Regions from separate parts of the Mus musculus genome. Here regions 1, 2, 3, 5, 6 and 7 are each linked to region 4. Evidence: chromatin contacts called from public Hi-C, HiChIP or PLAC-seq and promoter capture Hi-C data. All regions are on one chromosome and are shown on one strand. The core of a region is the stretch at or near the end of the contact, and the rest is flanking DNA. Distances in the headings are between cores, read along the strand shown.

Region 1 (3,090 bases), core at 129-2,628, 1.8 Mb after region 4:
ACTACCATACTGCCATGTGTCCCACCGTCCCACCGCTGGTCCCTCCCACACCGAGACACACATCCTCCACTCACATGACATCCCCACACCCCCAGTTCCCTGACCACCCCTGGGCCTGGGCAGCTACGCCCAACCCAACCCCCACTGTGGCCACTGCACCCAATGTGTGCCTCTGTCCCGGACATGCACCCAGGAATCCAGGAAACACTCTGTGTTTGTGAGGCTGGGGAATGAAGGAAGAAGAGAGTCCAAGAAAATAGGGGGGAGGGGGGGCTCAGAGACTTGGTGAGCAAGATCTCCTTAGCTCAGCTGCCTCCCCATCCAGTATCTCTGCCTACATCTGTGGCTTTGCCACCCCTCTGGCACAACTGTTCTCAAACTTCTACTAACTGGCCCCCTATAGCTGTCAGTTCTCACTCCCATTTTCTGCATGGGGAAACTGAGGCCTGAGACAGTCCCATCTTCCCATGCCTCCTCTCACCAGACACCCAGACACGCCGAGAATACCCACCTTGGACTCTCTTCCCTGCAAAGCCTTACCAGCCCCTTGCTACCATGTTAGTCCTCTGTGTTCCTGAGAAACCTCCCACCCAGAAGGAGCAGGGCACTGACCGGCTATGACACTGTGGGTGGGAGAAGAGGTGGCCAAGAACATGTCGTGGTCCACCCAGGTCCCGAGGCAGTGCCCACAGGCGTCCTTGGCACCGGCTCTGGCCATCCTGGCTCCGCCAGGAGATCAATAATGCATGAGCGCTGTGTGTGTGTGTGTGTGTGTGTGTGTGTATGAAGGGGAAGGGACTGGAGGAGTGATGTTGCCCTGTGTCTGGGGAAGCAGCTCAGAGCTTCATGCAGCTAGCAAGCACCTGAGGAGTTGAGGCCCAGAAGGGGCAGGGAAGGGACAGTGTGAGTGTGGCCAGGAGGTCACAGCATAAGGGACCAGGCTACAAGAGGCTGGCCCAAGGGGAAACTCCTGCATTCAGCCATTTAAAGTTTCAAAACTCTTCCGGTGCTGGGGTATTTCTATGCCCTTGTCCTGGCCGCTAGAACCCTGGCCATTTGCTGCTGGCCCCCCCGCAGAGGTGGGAAGTATCTACCGGTAGGAAGGAGAGGTGGAGTGAGACAGGTGAGTGCCCCCCTTAACCACCCCCATTCTCAGCGCCTTTACCAGAGGAGTAGACCCACCAGCTCCAGAGGAGAGGAAGCCTTCCCAGGAATGTCAGGCCGTGACAGCAAGGCCCCCTTACCCCAGGATCCATGGACGCCAGAGCCTCTTGATCCGTACGCTGCTGTGCCTGAGACTGTCTCCGAGTCACCGGCTAGCTCTTCACAGAACTGAGCAGTTGCAGCAGCTACTGCAGGAACCAGGAAGGAAGGAGACGTCGGAGCCTCCCCTCCAGCCGGATCTCCCCACCTGCCCCTCCTCCGTTGCCTCCTCCCGCCAAGCTCCGGGCTGCCGCTCAGCTCTGCCCCCCTGCTCTCGGGAGGACTAAGGACGGAGTGGTACCAAATGACTTGGAAATGAGGGGCACAATCCCCACTGGGCATAGTTCCACATGCTTCAGAGGACTGAACAACTGCTGGCTTCAAGCCATCGAAGGTAAAGGATTTTATTCAGACTAACATGGCCTTGACCCCAGTGAACACTCAAGGCCATTTCCTTATTCACCCTGCCTCTCAATTACACCTGAAATAGATGGCATATTTTGGACCAGCAAAGATATCAGGTTGACTGGGAAGGGACAGAGACACCGTCCCACCCCACCCCCACATACTCTGGGACATGACAATCTGTGCCAGGAGCACAGTCAGCAGGCAAGAGGGACAGCTGAAGCCCCACCGAGGCTCCTCATTGAGAGCAATGCCCTACCAGGTCAGTCCGTGGCAATCAGGAAGTATGGGTGCAGCAAGTCTCTAGGAGCAGAGATGCAGAGAGGTGGGAGCAGCTATGCAGTCATGGGCTGGCAGTTATAAAACAAAGACTAGCTGGGGCCCCTCCCCTGACCCTCAAACACCTTTACCCCACTGTGTTCAGTTGCTGAAATAATCAAGAATTACATTATGAGAAAGACCTACAATTCCCAAATGGATGAGCACGGACTAACAGGTTTGGTGCCTGAGAAATGGTAGCACCAGCAGGCTCTGGTATGATGGAAGGCTCTTGTGTGGCTGCAGAGATGATGTGGGCCAATCGTCTGCTCCACCTTTCTAGACATCAAAGTCTTACACACCACAGCAGTACCTGCTGTCTGGGCTCCCTTCAAAACCTCAGCATGGATTTAGCCTCCCAAGAGGGAGGGGTGCAGTGGGCAGCACCAGGCAGGCCTCTGGAGGCAAAGTGGCACCAGGAGGAGCTACTCTGACATCCAGAGCCTCAAGGGCCTTTTAAATGATTGAGTATCCCTGGGCATCTGCAGAGGTGGGGACTGTGGGAAGCTGGTCCTGGCCCAGGCCAGAGGATAGCTGCTGCAGATCTTCCAACTGTCCAGGACTAAAGACGCTGCGGCACTGCTCCAAGTCTGGGAAGGAATGCTAAGGAGTCACTCCACATTCACCCTGATCCACTCAGGATCAAGAACAGTGGCAGGCCACAGGCGGGAGGTGCCACTTCCCAAGACTCAGGGAGGGCCTCCTGCCATAGCCCCCAGGGCTCCTATTACATGAGAACTCTAGTTCCCCCAGCCTTCGTAAGGAAAAGCACGTGAGATGTAGTATTTGGAAGGACAGGCAACTAGGGAAGATGGCTTTTAAGGAAGAAAAGTGAGAATTTGGAGAGGACTTGAAATAACCCAGACAATAACTTTGTAAGATCAGGAGTTCAGGGCTGGAGACTTGGCTGTAAGCACTTGCTCTTCCGAGGACTCAGGTTCAATCTCCTACTCACATGGTGGTTCACCACCACCAGGAACTCTAGCTCCAGATCAATGCTCTCTTCTGACCTCTGTGTGCACAGGCTCATACAAAGGGTACAGATATAAACATAGGCAGGCTTTTAAAAATATTATTTATTTTATTTATGAGTACACTGTAGCTGTCTTCAGACACACCAGAAGAGGTCACCAGTTCATTACAGATGCTTGGGAGTCACCATGT
Region 2 (3,534 bases), core at 1,006-3,505, 1.8 Mb before region 4:
TGATGGACTGTGATAACTCTCCACTCATGTAGGGCTTCTCCAAAGACATCAAGGTGCCCAAGAGCCGCTATCTGGGCTACATCAAGGACTATGAAGGAGCGACGCTGATGGAGTGTGAGCTGAATCCCCGAATCCCCTACACAGAGCTGTCCCACATCATCAAGAAACAGAAAGAGGTGTGTATGTCTATGTGTGGTAGAGACAGGCCAGGTTTTAGGTTCCTGCCCTGCCTCTTAGAAAAAGCCAAAAGTAAATGTTACCATTTACTGACCATGGTCTTGGGGGTGATTGGGCCTGAGTTGGCCCCCTCAGAACCTCGCTTCCTCAGATCATCAAGAAGTTGATTGAGCGCAAACAGGCACAGATCCGCAAGGTCTACCCTGGACTCAGCTGCTTCAAAGAGGGAGTGAGGCAGATCCCGGTGGAGAGCGTCCCTGGCATTCGTGAGCAGGGGCCTTGGCTGAGAGGGCAGGGGGGCATTCTCAGGGCATGGGTAGGCATTCTGAGGGATGCTTTCTCCCCCTCTGCAGGAGAGACAGGCTGGAAGCCACTGGGAAAGGAGAAGGGGTAAGTGTCCATTCAGTCAAGGGGGAGTGACCACAGGAATGGAGGCGTGTGTGCGTGCGTGTTTGTGTGTGTGTGTGTTTGTGTAGTAGGGCAAGAAGGACCCAGACCTCAGCCTCGGTATCTGTCATTTCCAGCAAGGAGCTTAAGGATCCTGATCAGCTATATACGACCCTCAAAAACCTGCTGGCTCAGATCAAGGTGGGAGGCCAAGGTCTTCTTGTCGGTAACTGAAGTGGGTGGCGGTCTTCGGTTGGGCGGTGAACACTGGGCCTGTCCTCAGCTCCTCTCTTCTCTCTAGTCACACCCCAGTGCCTGGCCCTTCATGGAACCTGTGAAGAAGTCAGAGGCTCCTGACTACTACGAGGTTATCCGTTTCCCCATTGGTGAGGACCCTTGTACTCACTCCCCAGCCTAAGCCCCCAGTCTTGACAGGGTAGCCTGACTCCTGTCTGCATGTACCATGGTGGGCAGCCCCAGTTACAGCCCTTCACCTCTTAAAGTCATGTGCCTTCTCTCTCGTGACCCAGACCTGAAGACCATGACAGAACGGTTGCGCAGTCGCTACTATGTGACCCGGAAGCTCTTCGTAGCTGACCTGCAGCGGGTCATCGCCAACTGCCGGGAGTACAATCCCCCAGACAGCGAATACTGTCGCTGCGCCAGTGCCCTGGAGAAGTTCTTCTACTTCAAGCTCAAAGAGGGAGGGCTCATCGACAAGTAGCCCCCAGCTGGGATCCGCAACATCCACCTCCATCTCCTCAGATCCGTTTGGGGGCTCCCGGCCCCCTCTCCCGGACTCAGCTGGAGAAACTCCAGCCAGGGACCCCAGATCTTACAGACTTTCTGGCCAGCAGGCACTCACTCCCAAGCCAGCAGCTCTCTTTCCACCTTCCTTGCATCCCACCTTGGGGAGACGTCTGGTCTGGGGCCAGCCCGTTGTAGAATGTCTGGTGGCCAGGGCATGAACTGTTGGTCCTTATAGAGCCATGCAGGCTGAGCATCCTGAGCCTGGTCCCCATGCCTGTTTCCCAGGGCCAGGACTATTCAGTGAGTAGCCTTCACATGGAAACAGCCCAGACTGGAGGAACCATGAGGGGCCTTGGCTTATCCTACACTGTTGTCTATCTGTCCCTCCAGGATTGGGGGCAGGAGGACCATTCATTCCTTGGCATTAATCCCTCGGAGGGAACAATAAAGCTTTTTTTTTCCCCTGTGTGATTGTTTTTTGGGGGGGGGGTCCGGCTTTAGACTTAGCAGGCTGACCTTTGCTTCTCGAGTCCTGACTCTTCTAACCTGAAAGCCTAACTTCAGGCTACACTGGTGCCACTGACCCCTGCAATATATAGTGGGGTGATGGACCTGGCTGACTGCCGTCCCTCACCTCCTCTGCTTCAATAACTTCCAGCCTGTCTCCCCTGCAAAGGGAGAGCAAGAGCTTGTCCTTAATGCCTGCCTATTTCCTGACTCCTGGTCCAGGAAACAGGCAGCCAAGGTCAGCCCCTCCAGGCCTTAAGCTCAGCCCAGATGGACAGGGTTACTGCCAACTGAAAACAGATGAGGAAATAGGGAACCCAGGAGCAGTGACTGTCAGCATCTCCCTTGCCAGTCTTCAATTTTTTTTTTTTTTTTTTTTTTTTTTTGATGGCTGGGTTGGGCTCCAGCTCTGGCTGGCTCCTCCCCTTGTTTCAGTTTCATTTCTAGAGCTCCAGAAACCTCCGCAGAGACCAGCCTAGTCTGCTGCTATTCATTTCCAAACCCCATCCTAATCCTGGCCAGTGCAGGCTCCAGGTAGTTATCTACGAGTTCTTGGCTAAGAACAGCCTCTGAAGCTTACTGGGCTGGCTGGGAGGAAGGGGACAGTACGTGTTCTGATCTCTCTGCCATTCCAGAATGGAGCTGCGACCCTACCAGTGGGAAGTGATCTTACCTGCTCTGGAGGGCAAGAATATCATTATATGGCTGCCCACGGGTGCTGGGAAGACCCGGGCAGCTGCCTTTGTAGCCAAGAGGCATCTAGAGACGGTAGACAGAGGCAAGGTGGTGGTACTGGTCAATAGGGTGAGTGGTCTGCCCTTCCCAAAGTGGGGTCTCTTAGCTCATCTCTTCTAGACGACCGCTCTGCCAGGTCTCCTCTCCTTGGTTCAGGAGATGGCTGGGTCCTGACATCTTGCTCCTCCCACCTTCCCCCACCCCAACTCCCAACAACTGCCATTTTCCACCCCCCACCCCAATCCAAGTTCTCTTCATTACTCTTCACTCCTAGGTACACCTGGTGAGCCAGCACGCCGAGGAGTTCAGGCGCATGCTGGATAAACACTGGACTGTAACAACCCTGAGTGGGGACATGGGATCCCGAGCTGGCTTTGGCCTGATGGCTCGGAGCCACGACCTGCTCATCTGTACGGCAGAGTTGTTACAGTTGGCACTCAACAGCTCTGAGGAGGATGAACACGTAGAGCTCAGAGGTGAGGGGGAAAGCCGTGACCTGCTCACAGGACGTGCTCCTGGGCAAGCAAGCCTCCTTCCTCTAGCCCAGCCTCGCTTTCATTCCTACCTGCTCCCTGTCTGGGACCCAGCCCAAAGTAGGGAAGGGAAGAGGAAAACTTCAGAGAAAAATGAGGGCTTCACAAAAGTGCTATGAGAAAGAAGCAGCAGCAGCAGCCGTCCACTGTCTCTCATGTGCCCCCAGAATTCTCGCTGATTGTGGTGGACGAGTGTCACCACACCCACAAGGACACCGTCTACAACACCATCTTGAGCCGGTACCTAGAACAGAAGCTGAAGAAGGCAGAGCCCCTCCCCCAGGTCCTGGGTCTCACAGCCTCCCCAGGCACTGGAGGGGCCACCAAGCTCCAAGGGGCCATTGATCACATCCTACAGGTCAGCTGAGCCCCTCCCACCATAGATCTTTGCTTGTCTTGCCTCCCAGTCCTACCAAATATACTCTTCATACTATGGCTATGCTCG
Region 3 (3,327 bases), core at 634-3,133, 1.8 Mb before region 4:
GTCAAGATCCAGGTTAGAAACCTGTGTTCCAACCTCAAGATCTGGATCACAGGTGTGCCCTGCATTTCTGGATTGTAGTTCATTCCAGATTCGGTCAGGTTGACAAGCAGGGCTAGCTATTACACAGAGGAAATACAACAAGGTTCATGACAGTTTTGGAGCCAGGAATCCCTAGGGGCTCAGTATTGATTGCAGAGACTAGCCAAATAATGAAGATGTGTGGGAGGCCAGGGACCAAACACCACAATAGCACGCCATTGGTAAGTTTATTACAGGGAAATGACACACTCCATCCACTTTTGCAAGAAAGGTCATTCTCTCGGAAGAGCCAAGGCTTGGCAAAGATGAAACTGAGGATCAGTTAGGAGACTATTTGCAGTCTCTAAGTTTATTGTTTAAGAGTTTGGGATGAAAAGACTTGGGGGATGTGTGGTGTGGGGACAAAAAGCATTGATGACAAGGTTTCAAGCTAAGGGCAGTGGGTCTGTGTGATTTACCCCAGGTTTCATGTTGAACAGATGAACAGAAGAAATCTAACATAAGAAATTCAGGAAGGAAGAAAAAAATTGTTTCCCCCCCCCCCGTTGTTGAAAAATGGGTGAAAAATTAAATTCGTTAATTAAGGCAGTGGTTCTCAACCTGTGTGGGTCATGACTTTTTTTGGCAAACCTCTATCTCCAAAAATATTTACATTACAATTCATAAGAGTAGAAAATTTATAGCTACAAAGTAGCAACAAAAAATAATTTTACGGCTGGGGATCACCATGACAGGAGGAACCATATTAAAGGGTCACAGCATTTCAATTCACTGAGGTCCAGCTATCATTCTCTATCCAGTGGCCCAGGTAGTTTCCACTCCGTCAGTAATGATAAGGACCTACAAATAAGGTTAGGGACTTTGACACACACTTTCCTTAAGGGAAATTTAAATTCCATTGTCTTATTTTCGTTCCTTTTGGCTTTAAATTACAATTTCAAGGTCGTCTCCTCCCCACATTTAACCTCAGAGGGCCTCAATTTAATCCAACACTGTTGTGTGTGGTAGTGGTACTACAAAGATAATTATGCTGTCTTCCCAATCCAGACAACATCTGGCCAGACAAGCGTGCTGGGTAGAGTTTATGAGAAGTAGGAGTACAGGGGACACTGAGGAAAAGGGACCTCACCCCATGAGCTGCCTTATAAACTCCGGGGCAGGGGCTGGCGCGCCATGTCATCCTTTCTAGGCTTAACGCTGAGATGGCACTCCCAAGCGGCTGACATGAAAGCAGCCTCATAAAAGGGTCCGCGTCATTGGGGTGATGAACCAGTTGGTGCTTAGAGATCCGTGGAGGATGAAAGGAGCAGGGTGAAGACGCCCTGCGTTCCCCTCGCTTGGTTGGGCAGGGCTTCCAGGAACTGATGAAGCTGGGGATTGGGCTCAAAGTAGCTCTTCATGCCTTTCCAGGGAGGAAGCTGTGGACACACTGCAAAGTCAGGAAGGTAGTCTTGGGGGGGGCTTTTCTTCCTCAAGTGTCTTGGGGACCCCGTCTCCACCCACCAGGGACTCCCAAGCGTTACCGGAGGCTCTCTAGGATTGCTAGTTGTTATGGCAACCGGGCTGTAGGGATACTGAGGCAAGCTTAGGCCCAGAGAGGCAACCTCCTTCTGTACCCTCCTCCTATTCACGGGTAAAGTGGCGCCCCCTACGCACAGGAACCGTCCCTGGGCCCCCGCCCCAGCGCGGAGACCACCGTGGACCTCCAGGGATGGAAGGCCGCTCTGGCCCCAAGCGGAGCCTCTCGTTGGTAGACGGGCTCGAGGGAGTCCCTCTGGGCGCGGCGCCGCCGAGCGGCTCGATGCTCCGACCGGAAGTGCTCTACACCGTCTGCCTCCCACCCGGCTCTCTGGTCCCGGCGGTAAGATGGCGGCTACCGCGGAGTGCGATGTGGTAATGGCGGCGACCGAGCCTGAACTGCTGGAGGACGAAGACGCCAAGAGGTAACCAACCGGGTGGTAGAGTCATGGAGGAGACGAGCTTGCAGCTCGTGGCTTGGGGCAGGTGGACCCGCCAGCGAGGCAGCCCCCAGATGCAGAGACGATGGCTCTCCTGCAGACACCCCCCGCCCCCATCTGAGCTGGAGTCGACCGAGATCCCTCTGAAGGGGTACACTTAGGGGGTCTGCTGTCCCCTTCTGCTTCCGCCTAGCAGGGAGCTTGAGGCATGGTCTTGTTCTGCCGCGGGGAGGAAGGTGGACTTCATCGTGGAGGCCGGGTTCCCGGGCGGGGGCGGGGGGAAGGGTAGGAACCCCAGAGGTCGGCTGCAGAGTGGGGGAGGCGTCGCGGCGACAATGACGACTTCCTTAACAGAGCCCCGACCTCCGCCCGCTCTGGTTAACTTGTGTGCATTGTTGCCCGTCCTGACTGGTCGTCTCCGAAGCCCGCATTCTCCTCCTCACTTCCCTTTCCTCACTAATGACCCTTAGTGGTCTCTAGTGTGAGGCTGAGAGAATTGGATGCTCACTGTATGGACCTGGTCGCCCCCCACTCCCCGATAGCCGTAGAAGTTAAGAATGGATAGACAGAAGGGCGAATGAGGAGCTTGTCTCTTGCAGTACGGGGGCAGACGCTTCTTCGCCATTCCTCCCAAGAGCATTCTTAAGCTCAAGGAGAACAGCTGTTTAAATGCAGTTGGCACTGCTGGGCAGCTGCAGTGGCTCGGGATTGCTAGTCTGGCCTAGCCTAGGGAGGTGCTGAGTGAGTGGTTTTTCTCGAACACTTGGTGAATTCCGACACCAGCTTAAGAACGGGTTTTCAAAGCGGGGTGGGGTGGGGTGGGGTGGGGGGGTTAGAGTACGCTTGGGAGCGGGCGGGACTTGTTCTGATACCAAAGGTGAACTGATTCTTTTATCAGTAGCATGATTAATTTGATCCTTTTCTTAGGATGGACTACAGTCCCCTTACTCTCCTTCCCTTGTGGTTCATGTTCATACCAAGCCTGTAGGGAATGTCTTCAGGCTGAATAATTTGAACAGAGTCAGTTCAGGAGGTCTAGAAATCAGGATTCTGAGGGGTTTACTGTCCAAGTTAGACTTATAAGCGGTACTCGGAGAGATACGGGGAATATTGTAGTCATCAGGTGTATGGTAGTACCTGACTTGAAAGCTGAGATGCTAGACAAAGTGTAGTTGATCAAGAGCTATCAAGTTTAGCCTTGCCTCCTCCTCCTCCTGTTTGAGTTTCCATGTCATTACAGTGTCTGGAGTTAAGCATCATCCGCTCCTATATAACTTAAGGTATTGCCAAATGAGAACGGAAGCCCCTCGCTAACACAAACAGAGCTTAC
Region 4 (3,430 bases), core at 406-2,905:
ATTAAAGGCATGCACCACCAAGCCCCACTCCTTTTTTTTTTTTTTTTTTTTTTAATTAAGATACTAGGATCAGCAGTTAAGAGCACTGTCAGCTCTTCTGAAGGTCCTGAGTTCAATTCCCAGCAACCACATGGTGGCTCACAACCAACTGTAATGAAGTCTGATGCCCTCTTCTGGTGTGTCCGAAGACATCAACAATGTATTCATACAATAAAATAAATAAATCTTTTAAAAAATATATTAAGATAGCTGGGTGGTAGTGGCACACACCTTTAATCCCAGCACTCAGGAGGCAGAGGCAAGTAGATCTCTGCGAGTTCAAGACCAGCCTAGTCTACATAGTGAGCACTAGAACAGCCAGGGCTGTTTCAGAGAGAAACCCTGTCTTGAAAGAAACAAAACAACAAACAAACAAATATAGTTTACGGGGCTGGGCAGTCATAGTGGCCCACGCCTCCCTCTGAGGTAGAGGCCAGCGGATCACTGTGAGTTCCGGGCCAATCTGGTCTACAGACTCTGAGTTCCAGGACAGTGAGGGTTACACAGACAAAGTGTCTCAAAAAAAAAAAAGAAAGAAAGAAAGAAAAGAAAAGAAAGAGAAAGAGAAAAAGAAAGAAGAATTTCAGGGATCAGATGTAGCAGGTGGATCAGGATTTAAAGGCCAGCAGAAGCGGGGACAGAGGTAGATTCCAGTGCACACCAGCTTCCTCCAGCTCCTCGTTTCAATATTATCCTTCCAGAATATGCCTTCCTAATCAGTAACTCGACCGCACACACAGCCTACGTCTAGCGAGCGCCTTCAGATTTTCATCTTCCCTCAATTTCACGCCGCTCCAACAGGGATCCTTCAACTGCAGGTGCTTCCAAGAGCATCTCAGAACATCACTCCGACTCCCTCTCATCCCACACTCTCAACATCTCCCCCAGTGTAAACACGTTCGCTCTCAATCCTCCTCCTCACCCCGATCAATCCCGAAACGTCACACCGATCCTCCTAAACTCGAGAGCATCCTGCCAATAATTACCTTTCCCCAACAGGTCCTCCCTTCCCCATCTCCCCCTCCGCGCACGGCTCCCCTCCTACCTCACCCAGAGTTGCCAGTCTTACTCACCTCACCCAACCCTTCAGGATCTCTAATTTCCTGTCTCTCAAAAAACCTCCCTCCTGCCCATTTGCTCAGTCGGTCCCCGCCGCCCTCCACTCGGATGGCCCACGCCCCCTCTCCAGGGTCTCCAGGCCCCGCCCCCAGGACCCCCTCTCCGCATCAGGCCCCTCCTCCGGTGTCCCTCCCCCCCCCCACCACAGTCCCCCCTTCCCGGCTCTCCCTCCCACTCAGGTCCGCAGGTCACCTCAGCGGCGGGCTCAGCCGCCCCGGCGTCTTTCCCACTCGGCGGGGGGCTGCTCCGGGAGCGAATCCTCCGTCACCTCAGTCCTGGTTTAGTCCTGCTCGTTCGCCCCGCGGCAAGCTCTCTCGCTCTCTCTCGCTCTCTCTCTCTCTCTCTCTCTCTCTCTCTCTCTCTCTCTCTCTCTCTCTCTCTCTCTCTCTCTCTCGCCGCCGCCCCTTTTACCAACCCGGAAATGGATCCGCTCCCACCGTCCCCAGCGTCCGCGAACAAAATGGAGGCGGGGGAAAAGGAGGAGGGAGCCGAGGGCCGAGGGCCGCGGGACGCATGCGCTCAGGGAAGCCTGCCCTCTACCGGCGCACGTGGGGGCGGAGCGCCACCATCTTGAGAAGGTCGCGAGTCCGCAGTTGGAAGTCCCGTTTGCATCTTGGGACTGCAACTGGGGCCGCCTGCGAGGCTTTCAGTAACGAGTGATGCCAGGATTCGGTCCATGAGATGCTTATTTAATTGGTTGGATGCGGCCTGAGCGTCTCGACCTTTAAAATTGCGCAGGTAGAGAACCAGTGAGCTAACTGATGTATCTCAAGTATGTTTTCTTTCGTGTTTATTTTTTTGCGCGCACACACACACACCATAAGCCCTAATATGGTCTAGAGTACCCTTGAAGAGGCCCAACAGACAAGCTCTGGTTGTCATAGCAACAGAGAGGCGAGCTTCTTCTAGCAGGTCATTGGTTAGGTCGTTGTAACCACTTAACTAGTGATCCCCAGCTCGGTAGGCTGAGGCATGGTGTTGTGAACTCCTCTATAGGTGCTTGGATGAGAGAGGGGAGTCCTTGTCGCTTGCTGGTTTCCATTGCTTAACTCTGTTGCCGATGACTAAGGATCTCATCTTCATACACAAAGCTCGCCACCACACCAAGCAACCCCATTGCTACCCTATGTCTCACTGCTTCTCCATCCAGTCAACCCAGTGACCAGGGCTGAACCTCAAGTAAAAGGCCAATATCAGCTAGCACTTAATCCCCACTCACTAACTGTGTGTTCGTGGGTCTCAGCTACCTCATAGTGTTTGTCCTTTCTCACAGTGCTTGAAGGCTCATCAGGTAATGAATGAATGGGAAAGCATGTGATAAGCCATAGCCTGTTATTATTTTTGTTTTCCCTCTGTTCTGCCCCACCCACTAGTGCTAAATGTCACATTGAACATTTGCTTTGGGCCATTCATTGAGCTCTGTACCTGGGGATGGTTCCAGATGTGACTCAAGCAGACAGCTTCTGCCCTCCGGGAGCTCACCATGCTGGTGTATGGTGCTCATGCGGGCTGGCATGTAAACAGACAGCTGACGTCCAAGTCAGTGTGCGATTAGAGTTGTGACATGTGCCGGGATGTCACAGGAGTGATGAATTCCTGCTGAAGAATGAGAAGAGATTTGTAAATGGTTTGAACTAGCCCCTGCAAGATGAGTAGAATTTTGCTGGGCTCTGTAGCTCAGAGGAGGCAGAGGCAGGCAGATCTCTTAGCTGGGGGCCACCCTGGTCTACAGAGCAAGTTCCAGGACAGCCAGGACTGCACAGAGAAATTCTGCCTCAGAACACCAAAACAAACAAAACAAGAAGAAGAAGGGGGCTGGAGAGATGGCTCAGTGGTTAAGAACACGGATTGCTCTTCCAGAGGTCCTGAGTTCAATCCCCAGCAACCACATGGTGGCTCACAACCATCTGTAATGGGATCTGATGCCCACTTCTGGTGTGTCTGAAGACAGTGACAATGTACACTCATATATAAAATAAATCTTTTAAAAAGAAGAAGAAGAAGAGGAGGAGGAAGAAGAAGAAAGAGGGGGAGGAAGAAGAAAAAAGAGGAGGAGGAAGAAGAAAGAGGAAGAAGAAAAAGAAGGAGGAGAAAGAGGAGGAAAGAAAAAAGATGAATAGGATTTTGTTACTAATCAGTGAAGGCGGGGAACACATACCAGGCATGATCAGTGGATGCAAAGGTAAAGATGCTCAGATAGCTACGTCATGAATATCTGATAATGGGGCGGCTGGACGAGAAATGCAGTGAATCTGCACTGTTTACTAACTAG
Region 5 (3,225 bases), core at 493-2,992, 1.9 Mb before region 4:
CTGGTCACCAGTTAAGAACCTGCTAAGAATTCACTCTCCCAAGCTCTGTCTTCTCTTAGCTTACATTTCTGTGTAGGTCTGTGCATGTCATATGGTGCATATGTTGTAGGAAACTGGCACCTTGGTGATAAAGATGAAATTGGATGTGGGCACAGCTTTGTGGCAGGCTGTCCCAGACAGGTCTATTCTTCAGCTCAAACTTTCAGGGTATGACTGATGCTGTTCCATGCCCTAGGCATTACATGGTCTCTGGGGGTGGGCTTTGATTTTATAAAAGTTTTGAGTAGTATCCCCGGGAGAGAGATGCAGAAAGAGGCCAGTGTTGGAGGATGAGGTTAAACAGAAGTGGTCCTAATTCATGCCGGGCGTGGTGGCGCATGCCTTTAGTCCCAGCGCTAGGGAGGCAGAGGCAGGAGGATTTCTGAGTTCGAGGACAGCCTGGTCTACAAAGTGAGTTCCAGGACAGCTAGGGCTACACAGAGACACCCTGTCTCGAAAAACAAAAAACAAAAAACAAACAAACAAAAAGTGGTCCTAATTCATACAGAAGGAATTAGAAGCAACAGAAACAGAACTGACCTGTGGTAGAAGGGTTAGTGGTTTTCATCTATAGTGACGGGTAGAGAGAACACAGGTAGTCTTTGAAGGAGCGCTAATTCTGACTGGGGGCAGAGTGAGGGAGATGAGGGGGTCTGGTATATTTGGGAACAGAGCCTAAGAAAGAAAGCTTAGTCTGTCGTGGTGGTTGCACATGTGTTTAATCCCAGCACTCCAGAAGTAGAGGCAGGAGGATCTCTGTGAATTCAAATACAACCCATCTACAAAGTAAGTTCCAGGCCAATCAGGACTACATAGTGAGAGCCCATGTGAAAGGAAGAGAGAGTGAGAGCAACCCTTGGCAGCAGCAGGTCTCCTTTTCAACCATTTAGTATCCTCTAGACAACTCCTTCTTTTAAAAAAAAAAAATTACATTTCTTCAAGTATTTAGCGGGAGGGAGGGTGGATGGGTGGTTGTCAAAAGACAACTAGTGGGAGTCTGTCTTACTCCATGTGAGTCCTGGGCACGGCACTCAGTCAGGCTTGGCTGCAAGCATCTTCACCTGTCGAGCCGTTTCGCTAGCCCCCAGAGAGCCCATTCTATAGAGCTCTCAGAGATTTCATCACCTTTTTTTTTTCTTTCTTTTTTCTTTTTCTTTTCTTTTCTTTTTTTTTTTTTTTTTTAAGCCAGGATCTTACTACATAACCCTAGCTGTTACTCACAGAGATCTGCAAGCCTCTGCCTTCGGATCGAGCCATTACACCTGACTCCATCGCCTTTCCTATAATAGAATGTCCTCAACAATCAGCCTCCTGGGCGGGCTTGGCTTCTCCAAGTTGCCGAGGGCACACGACCGGTCTGCGCGGCTACGTGAACATCATATTTTTCCTTTCTCAATTCTGCATGAACAGCCCTCTGTCTGCTCTCTTGGAAAGCTCAGCCACACGCCTTCCCTCGCGGCACTTGGAACTGGCAGTGACGCGATAAGCAGGCCTGGACCGGCTCCGCCCCACCGGCAGCCGGTTCCACCCAAAACCCAAGTGCCAGGCAGCCCCCGGCTCCTCCCTGTGCGGAGAACTACAAGTCCCGCCATCCCTCGCGCGCACTCTCCCTCCTTTCCCGCGTTGATTGTGGGTAGGATCGGAGTGTCTCCCATTGGTCTGTTCTTTCTGTCAGTCACCTGGGAATATAGAGAGGCGGGGCAGAGCTGAAGATCCGGATCCGGAGCGGCTGAAAGGCGGAAGTGGAGGCCGGAGCCTGGGACACCGCCGGGGGTGGGGGGGAGAGGAGCGGAGTCTGTGGAAGCCCCGGCCCAAAGTAACGCTGCTGCCCGGAGCCGCGGTGAGTGTGCCTGTCCCAGGGCCAGTGTCTCACTTGTGTGGTAGCCTCCCTGGGGTACCCTTTCCTCCTGCCCAACCTTAGCTTAGGGGGACACTGACCCCTCCCCCGACCCGTAGCCCCCTCTTAGGGGCTCACCAGGGCGTCAGGCCAAAGGGGGAGCTCCTCTTTCCTTCGCTAACCTGTCCTTCGGGAGCCTTTGGGAGTCTTTTGAGGCTCTCCTCTGGCCTGTCCAGTCCACTTGTGGGAGAGAGGGACTCTTAAGTTCCGCTCCCCACCCCCTCAGCTTTCAAAATCAAAGAGTCTTTACCAGGTGCGAAGGAACCTGTCCCCCTTCTCTTTTAGAGGTGACGGAGAGTGCTGTCTCTCCTGGTTTTCCTTTCCTGTGTTCTACGCCTCCCACTCCCCAATCCCAACCAAAAACCCAGTTGTCCCCCTGCAGCCCTGAAATTATCTTTATCTCGATTTCCTTTCGGAGATGCGGGGATGGGGGGGGGGGGATGTCGGAATGAGAGTGTTGTACACGCACAGAAGTGTTTTTGCGCGCTTACAGTTCCTTACTTCCTCTTGAGCTTACGAGGACCTCAGCAGAGTTTGAATTCTGGGTCACTTAGACGGAATGGCAGCCTTCTCCTTGGACTGCACGTTATGCCCCCAGCCCTGTCTTAAGTTCTCTCAGTGTGTGTTCGTCTTCCTGCCTCTAAAGAATTTAGCTGAGCTCTGCTCAATCCTAGGGACAGATCACAGATCAGGGAGGATCTGCCCATTCATTATCTTCTGTCTCCCCTCCTCCTTCCCCCCTGCTTCAGGCCCAGCCCTGTCCTTCCAGAGCATGTGAGTGGTTTCCTTAGAGAGACTGCTGCCTGCTTATCTATAGGGGTGGAGAATAGACCAAATAGGAGTAGTGTGAAATTGAGGCACCATCTCTTAACCACCCTGAATCACACACCACTATACACTTGAGCAACAGGTCCATTCCTCACCAGAGTCTCCACTCCCCTCTTGGCTTGGACTTTTTCACAGAGCAGTTAGTCCACATCACCGTGGCAGGTATAGTTTTCGTCCGTAAAGGAATTGCTTATGTGTGCTGGAAAGTGCCAGTTCCCCTACTGTATTGACACAGGATTCTTGTGTTTTCCTTGGGACTTAAGTGTGTGAAATGGCTGGTATCTCTGACCAAGCTGGAAGGTTCTCTTGTTATGCGGCCAAAGTACAGGTTAGAGACTGCCTTCCTGAGGAGTAGCCTGATTCTGAAGCCACAGCTGACCCTTGCTGTCTTGCAGTGGAGGAAGAGTGGGAAAGCCATTCAGTCCTTGGGCATCTCTGATCAACTTTTTTTTTTTTGGTTT
Region 6 (3,532 bases), core at 451-2,950, 1.7 Mb before region 4:
TTTCAAAAAGCTGATCCAGCCGCTCCCGCTCGTGGTTGGTATCATCAAGCACAAGAACCCTGATGTCCCGGCGGCAGTAGCCAGCCAGGTCCTCGTCTAGACGCTTGTACGCCTCGGAGAAGTCTGCCCGAGAGCCAGGGATGATCTTGTAAGCATCAGCGGACACCATCTTGGTGCCGTCGTGGTACTTCTCCAGGATGAGCCGAGCCAGTGTGGACTTGCCGCTGCCCGGCAGGCCGCGCAGGATGAATAGCGTCTTGCACTCGTGGAGGGTAGCCACCGTGTCCTCATCTTGAAGGAAAGGGAACTGCAGCTCTGGCTTCTCCTTTGCTCCTGAGGATGACATTTTCCTGAAGAAGAGCTTGGGCAGGAATGTGTGGCTTTTGCGGGTAAAGCTTGTGTTCTGTGTAAGAAGGGAGGAGGAGATGTCAGCCCCGGCTCCTCAAAGCCAGCCCGCAAGCACCACACCCTAGTCTCTGGCCGAGTTCTCCCAGAGGGGGACCGCTTGTCAGTTGAGGAATCCCCAAGCCTAACTTAAAGCACCCTTGAATGGTGGATGCTTTCCCCGGAGGGGAATGGTGGATTTTCTTCCTCGCAGTAGATCCTTCAGTATCTTCAACAGCTGGGTTGTAAGGTAGAGGGAATCTTTCTGAAGCTACCTAACCTCTTAGTCTCTGGCTCCAAGGATCACTCTCTGCTCCCCCTCAGAACACCTTGGTGACAGGGCACGCAAGGGCAGCAAGTGCCTGTGGCTCCCTGTCAGCCCTAACTTATATATTCTTGGCACCTCTTAAGGATGTCCTGTTTGGAGGCCTGGGGCTCTATGTATGGGCAAAGCCACAGCTGCCTTGGCTCTCTTGAGTGTGCAGAGGAGGGTGAGGGCAGGGGAGGGTGACCCAAAGACCGCCTCCCTCCACCCAACAATGGCACCAACAGATAATACTCTCTTGTCTGGGTATAGGGGGACAATGGTCCCACAGAGGGCTGGTGGGGGGCAGGGCAGGAGGGCACTGGACAAAGGGCATATTCACAACCACCTCCTCCTCTGCTCTCTCAGTGCGCCCCCTCCCCCAATCTGTAGGATTAGGGCACAGGGCACCTGTATTCAGAGATCTGTGCCCCCTATTCTGCTGTGTGTTAGCAGCACCTCTCTGACAAAAACAAGACATAGCGGTTTCAGTTGTCATCTACAACGGCTTCCGCCCCTGAGAATTTAGCTGGCTTCTGGCTTCTCTATAGCCTTGTGCAGGAACCCACTCCCAGCGCGGGCTCCACAACAGCCCTGCACTCTCTGGTGCTACCCAGACCCATTTGCCAGCTGGTGTCGCCAAGGAGCATCGACTTTCACTTCCCTGCGGCGATATTTCCTTCTCCAAAGACACTAAGACTCCCCCAAAATATCCCCGCTCGCGCCCCTTGCCTTAGGGCTGCCTTGGAGGACCCAGAGGCAACTTCAACTCCGGAACCTGGTGTCCTCATTTGCAAACTACTTCTGCCCATGCATCCCCAAGAATCTCGCTTTCAGTTAGCCTCTCTCCCGCCCCGGCCCCCACGCACGCGCTGCGCTCACCATGATGAGTGGGCGCACCGCCGTCACCGCCTTTGCGGGTACTATGTCTCCGGGGCCGCCCGCCTGCGTGAGGGACACGGGCGTCTCCGGGTGTCCGGGGCCCCCCCACGCAGGGTCCCTTTCATAGCCTGGGGGCGGGGCGCGCGGACAGGGCGGGGTCAGCCCGAGCCTCTGCGCACGCGCCCCCGGGGAATGGAAACCTGAGTGCCAGGAAGCAGCGGTCTGAGCCTTGGCAGAAAGTAAAAGCACACCTGGACTCTCAATGCCAAGAAAGAGTCCGCCACGCCACCTCTTTGTTCCTTAAAAGTTAAAGTTTAACTTTTTCCCTTCTCTGAGACAGGAACTCACTATGTAGCCCTGACTGTCCTGGAACTCACCATGTAGATCAGGCTGGCCTGGTACAGAGATCTGCCTGCCTCTGCCTCCCAAGTGCTTGGATTAAAGACATCACCAGGAGAGAGATGAACTCTTAAAACAGGAGGCAGTTGCCTTTCCTGGGTTCCCAGGCAGGCTGGGATGAAATGGGTGCAGTCAGATAGTTTAAAATTTTGAAACAGGCTCATAGACCTTATCACAACTGACATGTGAAGGAAGTACCATTCAGGCCACGAAACCAGGCCGATAGGCATCACCGCCTCCTAAAACAAAAACAAAGACCTAATTCATCAAAGTCCATAATTCTGGGAAAGGCCCTAAATGTCCTAACCTTGATTTTTGGCTCCTATAGTCTGCTTCTGACTTAGGTGTGTCAACACAGGATGTGGTTTTTATGATTAAAAGCCTACCCTGAGAAAAGTGCTGGGTGGTGGTGGCACACACCTTTAATCCCAGCACTTGGAAGGCAGAGGCAGGTGGATTTCTGAGTTCAAGGCCAGCCTGGTCTACAGGGTGAGTTCCAGGACAGCCAGGTCTACACAGAGAAACCCTGTCTCAGGAAAAAAAAAAAAAAAAAAAAAAAAGTCTAGTGAAGGGGCTGAGGGGCTGGCTAATAAAGACTTTCTATTGGCTTCCGCTTGGGTCTAAGCAGTCTTCTTTGCTGGATATCCCCCAAAAAAGGTTTGTTTTAAAGATGAATCTCATGTAACCCAGGCTAAGTTCAAACTCTCTATGTAACAAAGGGTGACCTTGAACTTCTTATCCTCTTGCTGGAAATTCATACATACAAGAACATGTCAGCTGTTTAAGATGCTGGGGTTCCTGCAAGCTAGGCAAGTGCATCCTAGCTTCGAGGACGTGGTGACATTGTTCACTTTCACTTTTTTCTTTAATCCCAGCACTTGGGAGGCAGAGGCAAGCAGATCTCAGTGAGTTCCAGGCCAGCCTGATCTGCAGAGTGAGTTCCAGGACAGCCAGGCCTACAGAGAGACACCCTGTCTCAACAAAACAAAACAAAACAAACGGATATATAATTATATATAATTTCTCAGGAGCAGTTGAGATATAGCTTTGTTAACATGGCCACGTTACCCTGAGTTGAACTTCTAGGCCATGAATGATAGAAAACCAACTCCCTCGACTTGTTCTTCTCTGACAGCCACAGGCAGGTAGTAGGTGTGTAGGTCCGCACACATAAATGCACACAAAAATAAATTAAAATGTACTTTTTATTTCTTTGAGAGATCTCTCTGTCCAGCTCTGGCTATCCTGGAATTCACTGTGTAGACCAGGCTGGCCTCAAACTCACAGAGATCCGGCTGCCTCTGCCTCCCTGATGCTGGGACTAACAATGTGTACCACCACTGCCTGGCTTAATAGATGAGTTTTATTTTATGTGTATTGGTGTTTCGCCTGCATATGTGTCTATGTGGGGGTTTAGAACCTTCTGGAACTAGAGTTATAGACAGGTGTGAGCTGCCATGTGGTTGCTGGGAATTGAACTCAGGTCCTCTTAAAGAGCAGCCCTTGCTCTTAGCCTCTGCGCTATCTCTCCGGCCTCATTTAAAATGTAATTTTAAAAAGACA
Region 7 (3,254 bases), core at 279-2,778, 1.7 Mb before region 4:
CCCCTTCCGCTCCCCGACATCCTAGACGGACACACACTGCTTAGAGCAGTGAGTCTAATATCCTAAAACGACTCCCAATCCCTGTAGGGTACAATGGTGTAATTTTCAATAAGGTTACTACAGTACGCCCTAACTTCACCGACAACTTTCTTACAGGCAAGCCTGTGCCAAAGACTTCTACATTTAGCTTCTTGGGCAATCTGTGGCTAAGGATGGGAGACTGAATTTATCAAGAGAAAGGTAATCATGAAACATTTAATGATTGGTCACATTATGTCTCCAACTGGCAGGCATTAGTGAGAAACTATAAGAGAAAATGGCAAAAGTCAGGGTTTATGTGTGACAGTGGCATATCATGGGAACCAGGAGTATGATATCCACAAAATGGACCTCAGGGCTGCTGGTGATGAAAAAAAAATGGTAATTGGGTGGGACTGGAGATTTTTTAGCAGCTAAGAACACTAACTGACTGACTGCCTGCTCTTCCAGAGGACCCAGGTTCAAGTCCCAGCACCTACATGGCAGCTCACACCCCTCAGTCCATTTCCACACTCTAAGAGGGAAGTATGCATGTGGTCCATGCATGCTGGCAAAACACCCATCACATACAAATATTTTTCTTTAAGTGGTGAAGTGTGTGTGTGTGTGTGGTGGGGGGTGGTATCGTGTTGATTTATTGGTTAACAGCACTTACTATTCCTGTAGAGGACCCAGATCTGGATCCCAGCACCCATTTGGTGCTACATAACTGCCTGTAACTCCAGTTCCAAGGGATCCAGTTCCCTCTTCTGGCTTCCAAAAGTACCAGGCATGCATGTGGTATACATACACACAAATCTTTCATCAACAACACAATGGTGGTGGGTCCAGGTAGCAAGCTGGGGTTCCATCATTCCAGAGGCCAACTGCAAGATAGGGAGTTGGCCTCCAGAGGACATAAGGAGGGCACCTTCCTTTCAAATCATAAGTTGGGAATGAGGGTGCACATTGGAAGTCATCTCTCAGGAAGTAGGGGTAGTTCGAGACCACCCTGGTCTACAGAACAAGTGTCTATCTCAAAAGAGGAGCGGAGGCGGGGAGGAGGTTGAGAGAGGAAAGAAGAGAAAAAAAGAAGAGGGGAGAGGAGAAGGAAGGGGAAGGGAAAGAAGAAGGGGAGGAGGAAGAGAGGGAAAGGGAGGAGGGGAAAAGAGGAAGGCAACACAGTAATAGGATCAAAGCGCAACTCACGTTGGTAAAGCTTTGAATGGCCTTAGTGAACTCCCCGCACAGATAAAGCCTCTCCCCCTCTGCCATGTAAGAGGGAAAAGTGCTTCTTAAGATATCACCGTCCGACATGGTCACCCTACTTTTGGAAATTCTGAAGCAGATTCAGAAAGGAAAAGAGGCTGGAGAATCGCCGGCTTGTTTTGGGACAGCCCGGTCTCTTAGCAACCTAGAGAGATAGTCTAACTTCCGGTCCCTCCCCTCCCCTCCCCTGGCGGTGTTAGGCCTCCGGGTGAGCCCGCCCAGCGTGCTCATGCGCCTGTGTCGCCACGCTGCGCACACCGGTCAGACAAGTGCTGAGCGCGTGGCCGGCGGCTGCAGGACGCTGGCGCTCCAGAGTGATCGCTGTTTGCTTGTAGGTTGCTTCTCCCCTCCAGTTGCCACGTGGAAAGCCTCGCAGACAAAGCAAGCCAAGAAAATGAGAATTGGAGGCAAAATTCCAAGTAGGATTAAGGCTTAAGCACTCCAGGTCCCATTAGGAAGGAGAGAGAATTTTGGAACCGGAGTCAGAGGGCTTGGGCAGCCTTCTCTCTTGTCACTTCTTAGCTGCGTGATCCTTGACCAAGCACATTAGGGAACTGAAAAGTACGCGTTCTACCTGCCAAATGAACAGGAAAATAATAGAGCCCTCAGGGACGTGAGGATTTGCATGAGAATGCAATGGAAAGTGTGATGGGTTTAGCTTTCAATGTCACATAGTTATGGAACACTTGCTAATAGCAAGTCTAAACTAAGGTCTAGCCTGACATAATTCTGCAGCCATTCAGGAGTAATGGCTGTGGGGATAACTCAGTTGGTAAAGCGCATGCTAAGCATGCAGCTCTCTGTTTCAGTTCCCCCAACCCTGGTACAGCCCAGTGTGATGGCACCATCTTGTATTAGCCAGCCCTGGAGAGACAGAAAGACATGCATTCCTGAAGTGTCCCCTGGCATCTACATTCACATGTGCACAAGCACACACATGTTCACACACACACACACACACACACACACCACACAGACACAGCAGTACCTCTAAGTACCCATAATATCTTAGATAGCTAGCTCAGTTAACTGCCTCAACTATATTGGTTTTTTAAAACAGTCTTGGAGTTATACATGATTTTGAGCCACCACTTGGGTGCTAGGAGTTAAACCTGGGTCTTCTGCAAGAGCACCAGTGCTCTTAATCCCTGAGCCATCTCTCCAGCCCAGAATCTTGTCTTAAACTGTCTTTCCAGAATTCAGCTGAGCCAGGCTTGGTGGCCTGGGTCTTTAATTTTCTTACTCCAGAGACAGAGGTAGGAGGTTGGTTGTGAGATACAGGCTTTCTGGTCTCCATAACAAGTTCCAGGCCAGCCCTGGCTACACAGCGAGTTTCAAACACAAAAACAGAAACAGGATCCAGCTTAATGGGCATGTATTAGGAACAGAATCCAGCACACAGTAGGAGCAAAGCAAACCGTTTTCAGTCTCTAAAAAAGATGTCCTTACTGGCAAATGTATAAACACAAATGAGCACAACATCTGTAATTCTAGCACTTGAGAGACTGAAGCAGGATTGCCACAAGTTCAAGGCAGCCTCAGTTACATAGTGAGGTGAAGGCCAGCCCAAGTAACAGGGGAGTCTCTGTCTCAAGCCACCATAACTGATTACTTGGGAAAATGTGGTAAAGTCAGAGACTTTCATTAGTGCCAATACCCTTGTTGGTTGTTGATGTTGTTGTTCTTTTGTTTTGTTTTGTTTTGTTTTTCGAGACAGGGTTTCTCTGTGTAGCCCTGGCTGTCCTGGAACTCACTCTGTAGACCAGGCTGATCTCCAACTCAGAAATCTGCCTGCCTCTGTCTCCCAAGTGCTGGGATTAAAGACAAATGCCACCAATGCCCGACTATTGTAGTTATTTTTTAAGATTTATTTATTTTATGTATTTTAAGTACACTATAGCTGTCTTCAGACACACCAGAAGAGGGCATCAGATCTCATTACAGATGGTTGTGAGCCACCATGTGGT

What was found. Promoter capture Hi-C pulls out the DNA fragments that hold promoters and counts their contacts. Hi-C and Micro-C count contacts between places; a contact is called where the count stands out from the background. HiChIP or PLAC-seq counts read pairs in DNA pulled down with a chosen protein or histone mark.
Region 1: a promoter capture Hi-C map of liver shows a contact between it and region 4, with 6 times the contacts expected there. The contact joins the promoter of Osbpl7 here to the promoter of Wipf2 in region 4. A contact is called at or near these places in 2 of 39 promoter capture datasets (liver and pre-B cells).
Region 2: a Hi-C map of B cells shows a contact between it and region 4, with 7 read pairs. The contact joins the promoter of Dhx58 here to the promoter of Wipf2 in region 4. A contact is called at or near these places in 4 of 39 promoter capture datasets (hematopoietic stem and progenitor cells, hippocampal neurons, liver and 1 more), 1 of 484 Hi-C or Micro-C datasets (B cells) and 1 of 9 other capture datasets (liver).
Region 3: a Hi-C map of B cells shows a contact between it and region 4, with 7 read pairs. The contact joins the promoter of Dnajc7 here to the promoter of Wipf2 in region 4. A contact is called at or near these places in 2 of 39 promoter capture datasets (cranial neural crest and pre-B cells) and 1 of 484 Hi-C or Micro-C datasets (B cells).
Region 5: a contact with region 4 is called in an H3K4me3 HiChIP or PLAC-seq map of stem cell-derived neural progenitor cells, with 4 times the contacts expected there. The contact joins the promoter of Rab5c here to the promoter of Wipf2 in region 4. A contact is called at or near these places in 1 of 39 promoter capture datasets (embryonic stem cells) and 3 of 115 datasets of contacts at active chromatin or transcription factors (astrocytes, embryonic stem cells and stem cell-derived neural progenitor cells).
Region 6: a contact with region 4 is called in a Hi-C map of B cells, with 7 read pairs. The contact joins the promoter of Cnp here to the promoter of Wipf2 in region 4. A contact is called at or near these places in 1 of 39 promoter capture datasets (hippocampal neurons), 1 of 484 Hi-C or Micro-C datasets (B cells) and 1 of 9 other capture datasets (pancreatic islet).
Region 7: a promoter capture Hi-C map of embryonic stem cells shows a contact between it and region 4, with 8 times the contacts expected there. The contact joins the promoter of Ttc25 here to the promoter of Wipf2 in region 4. A contact is called at or near these places in 2 of 39 promoter capture datasets (embryonic stem cells and hippocampal neurons), 1 of 115 datasets of contacts at active chromatin or transcription factors (large pre-B cells) and 1 of 9 other capture datasets (embryonic stem cells).

What each region holds. Positions count from the first base shown.
Region 1 is chr11:97,049,108-97,052,197 of GRCm38.p6, reverse strand. It overlaps Osbpl7 (oxysterol binding protein-like 7), which reads right to left and starts at 1,378. Exons shown (of 23, transcript NM_001310509.2): 1 at 1,245-1,378. Mrpl10 (mitochondrial ribosomal protein L10) reads right to left here. Exons shown (of 5, transcript NM_026154.3): 5 at 2,985-3,090.
Region 2 is chr11:100,702,992-100,706,525 of GRCm38.p6, reverse strand. Dhx58 (DEXH (Asp-Glu-X-His) box polypeptide 58) reads left to right here and starts at 2,255. Exons shown (of 13, transcript NM_030150.2): 1 at 2,255-2,355; 2 at 2,457-2,625; 3 at 2,831-3,032; 4 at 3,257-3,447. The coding sequence starts at 2,458. Kat2a (K(lysine) acetyltransferase 2A) reads left to right here. Exons shown (of 18, transcript NM_001038010.2): 13 at 33-176; 14 at 329-443; 15 at 531-567; 16 at 702-765; 17 at 866-950; 18 at 1,095-1,780. The coding sequence ends at 1,288.
Region 3 is chr11:100,618,183-100,621,509 of GRCm38.p6, reverse strand. Dnajc7 (DnaJ heat shock protein family (Hsp40) member C7) reads left to right here and starts at 1,883. Exons shown (of 14, transcript NM_019795.5): 1 at 1,883-1,982. The coding sequence starts at 1,906. It also overlaps a transcript of Nkiras2 not described here.
Region 4 is chr11:98,861,823-98,865,252 of GRCm38.p6, reverse strand. It overlaps Wipf2 (WAS/WASL interacting protein family, member 2), which reads right to left and starts at 1,655. Exons shown (of 8, transcript NM_197940.2): 1 at 1,351-1,655.
Region 5 is chr11:100,736,732-100,739,956 of GRCm38.p6, reverse strand. Rab5c (RAB5C, member RAS oncogene family) reads left to right here and starts at 1,742. Exons shown (of 6, transcript NM_024456.5): 1 at 1,742-1,879.
Region 6 is chr11:100,573,107-100,576,638 of GRCm38.p6, reverse strand. Cnp (2',3'-cyclic nucleotide 3' phosphodiesterase) reads right to left here and starts at 1,700. Exons shown (of 4, transcript NM_009923.2): 1 at 1,571-1,700; 2 at 1-403. The coding sequence starts at 1,573.
Region 7 is chr11:100,543,882-100,547,135 of GRCm38.p6, reverse strand. It overlaps Ttc25 (tetratricopeptide repeat domain 25), which reads right to left and starts at 1,528. Exons shown (of 12, transcript NM_028918.3): 1 at 1,228-1,528. The coding sequence starts at 1,335.